Regions from separate parts of the Macaca mulatta genome. Here region 2 is linked to region 1. A link is a contact called in public Hi-C data. All regions are on one chromosome and are shown on one strand. The core of a region is the stretch at or near the end of the contact, and the rest is flanking DNA. Distances in the headings are between cores, read along the strand shown. Region 1 holds the start of CNNM2 (cyclin and CBS domain divalent metal cation transport mediator 2). Region 2 holds the start of NEURL1 (neuralized E3 ubiquitin protein ligase 1).

The links. Hi-C and Micro-C count contacts between places; a contact is called where the count stands out from the background.
Region 2: a Hi-C map of fetal cortex germinal zone shows a contact between it and region 1, with 4 times the contacts expected there. The contact joins the promoter of NEURL1 here to the promoter of CNNM2 in region 1. A contact is called at or near these places in 2 of 14 Hi-C or Micro-C datasets (fetal cortex germinal zone and fetal cortical plate).

Annotation. Positions count from the first base shown.
Region 1 is chr9:115,054,712-115,058,880 of T2T-MMU8v2.0, forward strand. CNNM2 (cyclin and CBS domain divalent metal cation transport mediator 2) reads left to right here and starts at 1,962. Exons shown (of 9, transcript XR_013398353.1): 1 at 1,962-3,750. It overlaps LOC144331323 (a long non-coding RNA gene), which reads right to left and starts at 1,984. Exons shown (of 3, transcript XR_013398375.1): 1 at 1,816-1,984.
Region 2 is chr9:115,647,987-115,652,155 of T2T-MMU8v2.0, forward strand. NEURL1 (neuralized E3 ubiquitin protein ligase 1) reads left to right here and starts at 2,290. Exons shown (of 7, transcript XR_013398384.1): 1 at 2,290-2,464. It also overlaps a transcript of CALHM3 not described here.

The DNA.
Region 1 (4,169 bases), core at 712-3,211:
GAGATCGTGCCACTGCACTCCAGCCTGGGTGACAGAGTGAGACTGTCTCTCAAAAAAAAAAAAAAATATATATATATAAATATAATACATATGTATATGACATATCTATATCTATATATCTACTATTCTAGGCCCTTGTGATACAGCAGTGAACAAACAGACACACTTTCTGCCCTCAGGGAGCTTAAGTTCTAGTGGAAGGAGACAGATAACAAACCAAATCAATAATTTACATAGTGTATTAGAAAGCGATCTTTGCTTTGAAGAAAAATAAAGTAGATGCGGCATAGAGGGAGTGTTTTCCACAAGTTTAAAATCAGATGGCTTTTGAGCAAAGCACTAAAGGAGGTGAAAAAGGGTATGCTGACATCTTAAGCCCAGGAAACAAACAGCAAGTGCAAAGTCTCGCAGGGGAAAATCCCTGGAGTGATGGAGAAACAGCTTGGAGAGAAATTAATTTGGCTTATTATCTGTCTCCTTCCACTAGGAGAACAGCAGGTGATGAGGTCCGAGAAGTAACGAGAGGTAGCAGACCTTTGAGCCTACTAGGATGAGATGGGAAGCCAGTGGAGGCGTTTCAGCCAAGAGAGATACAGAATCTCATGGACAAGATCACTTGCTGCTGGGTTAAGAAGGGAAAGGAGCAGGTGTCGAAGAGGGAAGATCAGTTAGGAGGCCACTGCAATCATTCCAGAAATTACTCATACCAGAAATTAATCAGAGACGTTTGACGCATTTATAAAAGCGGCGGGGGGGGGGGGCCGGAATGTGCTTGTAGAATACAAAAGAGGTAGAGAAACATTAAACATTTTTAATGTTTTAAGTTTCAAGGAAAAGATCAATTTGACAGCTACTTTGCTACCTCGTCACCTCCAGGTGACGCTGGGAGTACTGGGGAGCTAGGTTTCCAGAACTTTTTGCTCTTGAGTGACCTATGACCCTAGCAGAGTTTGGCCAGTGTGATTAAGAATGAGCCTCTGCGGGTCTGCTTAGGATAGGATGCTTGCCGCCCTCCCATTTCCTTAACTTGCCTGGGTTCCTGTTGGGAATACAGATTCGGGGCCCTTCCCACTCTGTAAATATGGAAAAGGGTCTAGGAAGTATATACTTTTAGTAATAATATGTAGGGGTTCTATGACTAGCAAATTTGGGGAACTGTCCCTCTGACCGCGCCATCCGTAACTTTCTGTACACCTTTCGGGGTATGCCGCGGACCTGGAAAGCGTTGCAGGGCGCCCCTGCGGCCCGCAGGTGGCGCCATGTGATCGCGAGCCGCAGAGAGCGCGTACCCTAGGAGTCTTGAGGCGCGAGGACTGCTGGTCGGCAGCTGTGCCGGGGCCACCGACGCCGCTTACCCCAGCGGAGCGCCGCGCACGTAGAGTTGGGGACAGCGGCCGGTGCCCCGGCTTTTTAGGCTGTGTGCATCCCAAGCCGCCTCTAGTTGGCTTCTCGGGCCCCCGGGGCAGGAGGGCGCTGCGGCTTTCTGCCCACGAACTGACAACTGCAGAGCCAGCAAGCCAGTGCATCGGGAACCTGCCGCCTTGCGCCGCAGGGCTTTAGTCCAAGCCCGGCCGGTCCAGGCTCCCGGATCTACTACAGGGTCCCCCGGGGAGCGCGGGCCCCGGGGACGGCTCCTTCCCATTGGCAGCAGGACGGAGGCCACGCCCCTTTCCTACAACTCTCATCTTTGACTGGCTCTCGAGTCCCAGCTGGCCACGCCCCCTCCCCTCGCACATACACAAGAGTCACGCGCCTTTCAGTTGGAAACTTGGCGTGCAGAGGGGGACGGTGGCTCTCATCGCCCCACCCATTTACCTTGCCATTGGTTCGCGGAACGGCACACGGTCACGCCCCCATTCCAGCCCCCTGGCTGGGAGGGCGGGCGCCCGCTTGTGATTGGCCAGTGGGCCTGCCTCTCGCGGGAGCAGCCGGCGCTCCTCTCCCTCCCTCTGTCCCCTCCCGCGAGCCTCGGGGTTCCTCAGCTGGCCGAGGTCGAGTCAGTGTCAGTCAGGGAGGCGAACTGCTGAGCACTGGCCGCGGACGCTCAGTTGCAGTCTCGCCCAGGGGCAGGTACCTGCGCTCGCGCCGCCGGGTGGAAAGGATGAAGCCGCAGCTGGAGCAGCCACCCTATGATTGGCTGTGGCGCTTGTGAACCCAAAGTAAAGATGGCGGGCGGGCAGGCAGCCGCCGCACTGCCCACTTGGAAGATGGCGGCGCGCCGCAGCCTCAGCGCCCGCGGCCGGGGGGTCCTGCAGGCGGCTGCGGGGCGGCTGCTGCCGCTGCTCCTGCTGAGCTGCTGCTGCGGCGCGGGCGGCTGCGCAGCGGTGGGCGAGAACGAGGAGACGGTGATCATCGGGCTGCGGCTGGAGGACACGAACGACGTGTCGTTCATGGAAGGGGGGGCGCTGCGGGTGAGCGAACGGACCCGGGTCAAGCTGCGGGTGTACGGGCAGAACATCAACAACGAGACGTGGTCCCGCATCGCCTTCACCGAACACGAGCGGCGGCGCCACAGCCCGGGGGAGCGCGGGCTGGGGGGCCCCGCGCCGCCGGAGCCGGACAGCGGCCCCCAGCGCTGCGGCATCCGCACCTCAGACATCATCATCTTGCCCCACATCATTCTCAACCGCCGCACCTCGGGCATCATCGAGATCGAGATCAAACCGCTACGCAAGATGGAGAAGAGCAAGTCCTATTACCTGTGCACGTCGCTCTCCACGCCCGCCCTGGGTGCCGGCGGCTCGGGATCCGCGGGTGGCACCGTCGGGGGCAAGGGCGGCTCGGGGGTGGCCGGGCTCCCGCCACCCCCGTGGGCCGAGACCACCTGGATTTACCACGACGGCGAGGACACCAAGATGATCGTAGGCGAAGAGAAGAAATTCCTGCTGCCCTTCTGGCTGCAGGTGATCTTCATTTCGCTGCTGCTGTGCCTGTCGGGCATGTTCAGTGGCCTCAACCTGGGGCTCATGGCCCTGGACCCGATGGAGCTGCGCATCGTGCAGAACTGCGGCACGGAGAAGGAGAAGAATTACGCCAAGCGCATCGAGCCGGTGCGCAGGCAAGGCAACTACCTGCTGTGCTCACTGCTGCTGGGCAACGTGCTGGTCAACACCACGCTCACCATCCTGCTCGACGACATCGCCGGCTCGGGCCTCGTGGCCGTGGTGGTCTCCACCATCGGCATCGTCATCTTCGGGGAGATAGTGCCCCAGGCCATCTGCTCCCGCCACGGCCTGGCTGTGGGGGCCAACACCATCTTCCTCACCAAGTTTTTCATGATGATGACCTTCCCCGCTTCCTACCCGGTCAGCAAGCTGCTGGACTGCGTCCTAGGCCAGGAGATAGGCACCGTCTATAACCGGGAAAAACTGCTGGAGATGCTCCGGGTCACCGACCCCTACAACGACCTCGTTAAGGAGGAACTGAACATCATCCAAGGGGCGCTGGAGCTCCGCACCAAGACGGTGGAGGACGTGATGACCCCACTCCGGGACTGCTTCATGATCACTGGCGAAGCCATCCTGGATTTCAACACCATGTCTGAGATCATGGAGAGCGGCTACACCCGCATTCCAGTGTTTGAAGGGGAGCGCTCCAATATCGTGGACCTGCTGTTCGTCAAAGACTTGGCCTTCGTGGATCCAGATGACTGTACTCCCCTGAAAACCATCACCAAATTTTATAACCACCCCTTGCACTTTGTTTTCAATGACACCAAGTTGGACGCTATGCTGGAAGAATTTAAGAAAGGTGGGAAATTTTGGTCTCTTTCATTGGCTTGCTCTTTCTCTCTCCATCCTCTTCCCTACTTGAGCCCTCTACCCTCAGACCAACCCCCCAAGGCGAGTTGACCGGGATTTCTCCTTCTCTCTCTTAATTGCAAAGTTGAAAGGGTGGCGTGGATTTGGGGATGGATTGAACTAGTAAGTGCTACTAGGTTATTTTAAAGCACAAGACTGCCATCACTTACTTTTTACCATTATCAAAAAGCAGGCTGTGTAATTTCTGTGCATGACACTTTTTTTTTTTTGGTTCCGTGTGTGGGGCCTCTGTGCTTGAGGGGTCTGCCGCCTTCATTGTCTGGGTTCTCAGTGGGTAGGTGAAGGTAGGGGCTGGCTGATGCCATGCCATTTGGTTGACTTTAATCACAGGCATTTGGAAAACATGTA
Region 2 (4,169 bases), core at 1,040-3,539, 590 kb after region 1:
CCAGCAGATTTCAGGGGAAATGTAAGTGTGTGTGCTTGTATAGGTGTGAGTGTGTGATAGTGTAGTGGTATGTGAGCGCATGTGTGAGTGTGTTGCCATTCAGAGCCTGTGGATTTCTGATGCATGAGTCATTAGCTGGGAGTGAGCCTTGGGAAGATACTGCCCATAAATAAGACAGCCATCTCTGACCTGCTGTGGCCATCTGCAGCTGCCTGCACACGTGATCCTGGGCATCTGGGAGGCTGGAGGCCGGGGTCGGAGCTGTCTTTCCCTCCAGATTCCAGAGAGAGAGCGGCTGTCACAGATATTTCTAGCTTGCCTGGAGTCCCAGACATTTAAGGGTGTGATGCCTGGAATGGGGATGGGGCGAGGAGAGCAGGAGAGGAAAATAAAGGGTGGTTCAGGAGGCTCTGCTCCCAAGGATCTCAGTGGAGTCTCCTGGCCCGCAGTGGGAAGCATGCATTCCACAATTATTTTCTGAGAATCTGTCACGTGCCAGGCACTCCCCCAGGGGGTAAGGACACTCTGGTGAACATGACTGACCTGTGCTCTCCCCTCACAGAGCTTATGTTCTAGCGGGGAGGCAGAAGATAAACGACGAAAGGCTACTCGTAAGCAAATTACATATAATAGCTACGAAGAAAATAAAATGGAATATCGTGGAAAGTGACTGAGAGTGGAGGGGTCCTTTAGTTGGGACAGTCAGGGAATGTCAGGACTCGAATTGTGCCTAGATAATGAGGAGCCGCCAAATGGAGACTTGCGGGAAGAACCTTCTATTATAGAAAAGGATACATGAGATGTCCCCCTGCCCACCCATGTCTTCACTGGACTCTGGATCAGAGTTGCTGAAGCCAGATCAGGGAGCTAGAGATGACTCAGAGGAGCAGGAAGGCTGATTCCCTGGGGGGAACCTTGGAACGTCTTCCATCCCTGATAGACCAGGAGAGATGCCCCAGGTCCAGGTAGGAGAAGAATGGCTTCCGTTTCGCTTCCTGCAGGCTTCTTGGTGCAGTGCTGATCTACAGGAAGGCAATAGCCACATGAGTAGGGCACTTGCTGAAACCCCCTTCCTCCAGGAAGCCTTCTTTGACTGCCATAGGTTGCATAGGCTCCTCTCTCCCACCTTGTTATAGCTAATAGAACCACTCAGTTCAGAGCTGGTGGTCTTCTGATGCTGTCCCGGAGATCTGTTCCCTCAGCTTGGCCAGAGCTCCAGGCTTGTGGGTCTGGTTCGTAGGCATTTAAAGGCCCTCAGTGGCACCTATGCATCAGTGAGACTGCTCGGGGTTCCGGCTCTGAACCCTTGCCTAGCGCCCCTACCCTGGCTGAGAACGGAGGGTCAAGTGCCAGGGTCCTAATCTCAATTACTTTATCCAAGCATCCGCTCGTCCATTTACATGTTTCCCTGGGCTCTCCACTCTGCGCCAGGCCTGGTACCTGGAGCTAGGGAAACCGAACATGAGCGCTGGCTCGCCCGCACCCGCATCCGGGGAGCTCGGCGTTCTCGCGGCCCTGCTCCCCTTGTTTTCAAGTGCAAGCTCCATGGTTCCATGCTGGGAATAAGGCCAGCCCCGAAGGCCACCATCCTCGCCTGATGTCTTACCCGGACCCGCGCCGCCGAGAGCTTGCGGCTGCGGGAACGCGGCGCGCCCCGGGGTCACATCTGGCCTAGCGGGCGCGCGCGTGTCACTAAGACGCTCATTCACCGGCGCAGCTGTCACCATAACAACCGGAGCGAGGGAATCCTGGCGACTGCCGGGGCGGGGGGCGGGGGCGGCGGTCGCAGGAGGGACCCGGCGCGGGCGGGACCGCGGCGGTCGGGGGACACCAGCCTCGTCGGGAGCACCCAGCACGCCCCGCGCTCCGCCGAGCCCGGCTCCATGCAGACCCGCGGGCGGGAGGGAGCCAAGCACATCGCCGCCGCGGCCGTCCCCGCGGGGCGGTGACCGAGCCTGCCTCGGAGCCGCCGAACGCCCACGCCGGGGGCCCTGACTCTATGGCCCGGGGGGAGCGCGCCGGAGCCGCCGCGCCGCCCACCCCCAGCCGGAACCCGAGCGTCCCGGGGAGCAAGCGGGGAGCCCCGGGCGGCCCCAGCCCCGGCCCAGGGCCCTGCTTGTGGCCCCCGCTTCCGCCACGGGGCATGGGAGGCAGGTAGCCCCGCTCGCGCCAGGACACCCGCGGCGGGCGGGACCCGCCAAGGACCGCGAAGTCCCGAGAAAGGAAGCAGAGAAGAGGCCCGCCCGCCCCCGGCCGCAGCCCCAGCAGGGCCCTCCCCCGGCGGCGCGCACCCGCGCGCGCACACTCGCACACCGCACCTCCGCTCCTGCCCGGCCTCGCCCCCACCAGCGAGCGCCGAACCCCCTGGGGCCGGATGCCATGGGTAACAACTTCTCCAGTATCCCCTCGCTGCCCCGAGGAAACCCGAGCCGCGCGCCGCGGGGCCACCACCAGAACCTCAAAGGTAGGCTCCCCGGCCGGGCGCAGCTGAAGGACTGGGGCGCAGGTGGAGGGCCAGGGAGGCGTGGTTGGGGAGGACGGGCAGACGCCACCTGTTGTGCGGGTCTGGAGGCCGGAGATGCACCTCTGCCTGTGGAATGGGCTGGGGGTGGAGGGCAGCCGGCGATGATGGTGATGGAGGATGGCGTCCCGCGGGGTCTGCGCAGTTCTGTCTGCTGGCACTGGGAACGTCAGTGGAGTCCCCTTAGGCCATGGTGTTAGGCGAGCCTGAAGAAGTGGGAAAGGACGTTTGCCAGGTCGATAGCGGTGTGGGGAGTGAGGAGGGAAGCTTGGGTCGTCCGTCTTCAGGGAGGCACCTCGGTCGGTCTCCTTTTCATCGGCCCTAGGGCTGGAGAGACCAGGCTGGGAGCACTAGTTGCATTTCCAATGGGAGAGTTTTGAAAATTCAGGACAGGCTTACAGCAGACTGGAATAAAGGCTCAGAGCTGCTGGTTCCTGGGGTCTTTGTAGCCGTTGGCTTTTCGCATCCTTTGAATTAATTTGATTTCTGGTTTTCCCAAAGACCAGATATCCAGTCAGAGCCCTAGAAAAGAGGGGCTGGCAGCCTTGAAACAGAGGGACATTTACCAGGAATGTCTTTGCTCTCCGTCGGCCCAGATCCACTCAGCACCCTCAGGGTGGCCCTAGGCCCAGTCTCCCCGTTCCGAGCCTGCCATTCCTGTCTTGGAGCTTCCAATGCTGTTTCTGACCTCTGGAAGACACTGCTGGGTCCTCCTGGGCCCTCAGACCTACTAAATTCCTTCAGGAAGGATAACAATAGTGCCCTTTAACACAAGGCATCGAACTTTCTCAAACACGTTTTCAGCGAGCGTGGACACTGCTTGGGGTAGTCAGCAGAGCAGACCTAATCACACTATACCCATTTTACAGATGAGGAGAACCAAGGCTGGCTTCAGGTTCCCAAAGCCAGTCAGACCTCGGCACTAGGTGCTAGGCTGTAGACCCGTACCTTTTGACTTGGAATCCTGTCCCTTCTTTTGCTGAACAGTTAACTTTTAAGACCAGGGAAGAGAAGGAGAGACGGGACCACTGTCCTGCATTCTAATACTCCAGCTCTTTCAAAACTTCAGCTCTCACTTGGCTCAGGAAAATCAATGGGTTTGTTGGGTCTTTCTGGAAATTAATATGGCAATGTATGTCAAGATGCTCTAAAAGTATCAATTTGTTGGCCAGGTGCGGTGGCTCACGCCTGTAATCCCAGCACTTTGGGAGGCCAAGGCAGGTGGATCACTTGAGGTCAGGAGTTCCAGACCAGCCTGGCCAATGCGGCAAAAACCCGTCTCTACTAAACGTACAAAAATTAGCCGGGCATGGTGGTGCGTGTCTATGATCCCAGCTACTCGGGAGGCAGAGGCAGGAGAATCCCTTGAATCTGGGAGATGGAGGTTGCAGTGAGCTGAGATCATGCCACTGCACTCCAGCCTGGGCAACAGAGCGAGACTCTGTCTCGCAAAAAAAAGAAAAAAAAATCAATTTGTTGACCTTGTAATTTTACTGAGAGGAATGGATCCTAAGGAAGTAGAGATGCAGGCATATATACTTATGGCACTAGGCTAGGATGTTCATGGCAGTGCTATTTATACTAGGTGGATAACCTAAATGCTCAGTAATCGTGGTATGTACTCTTGGTAGAGTACTATGCAGTCGTT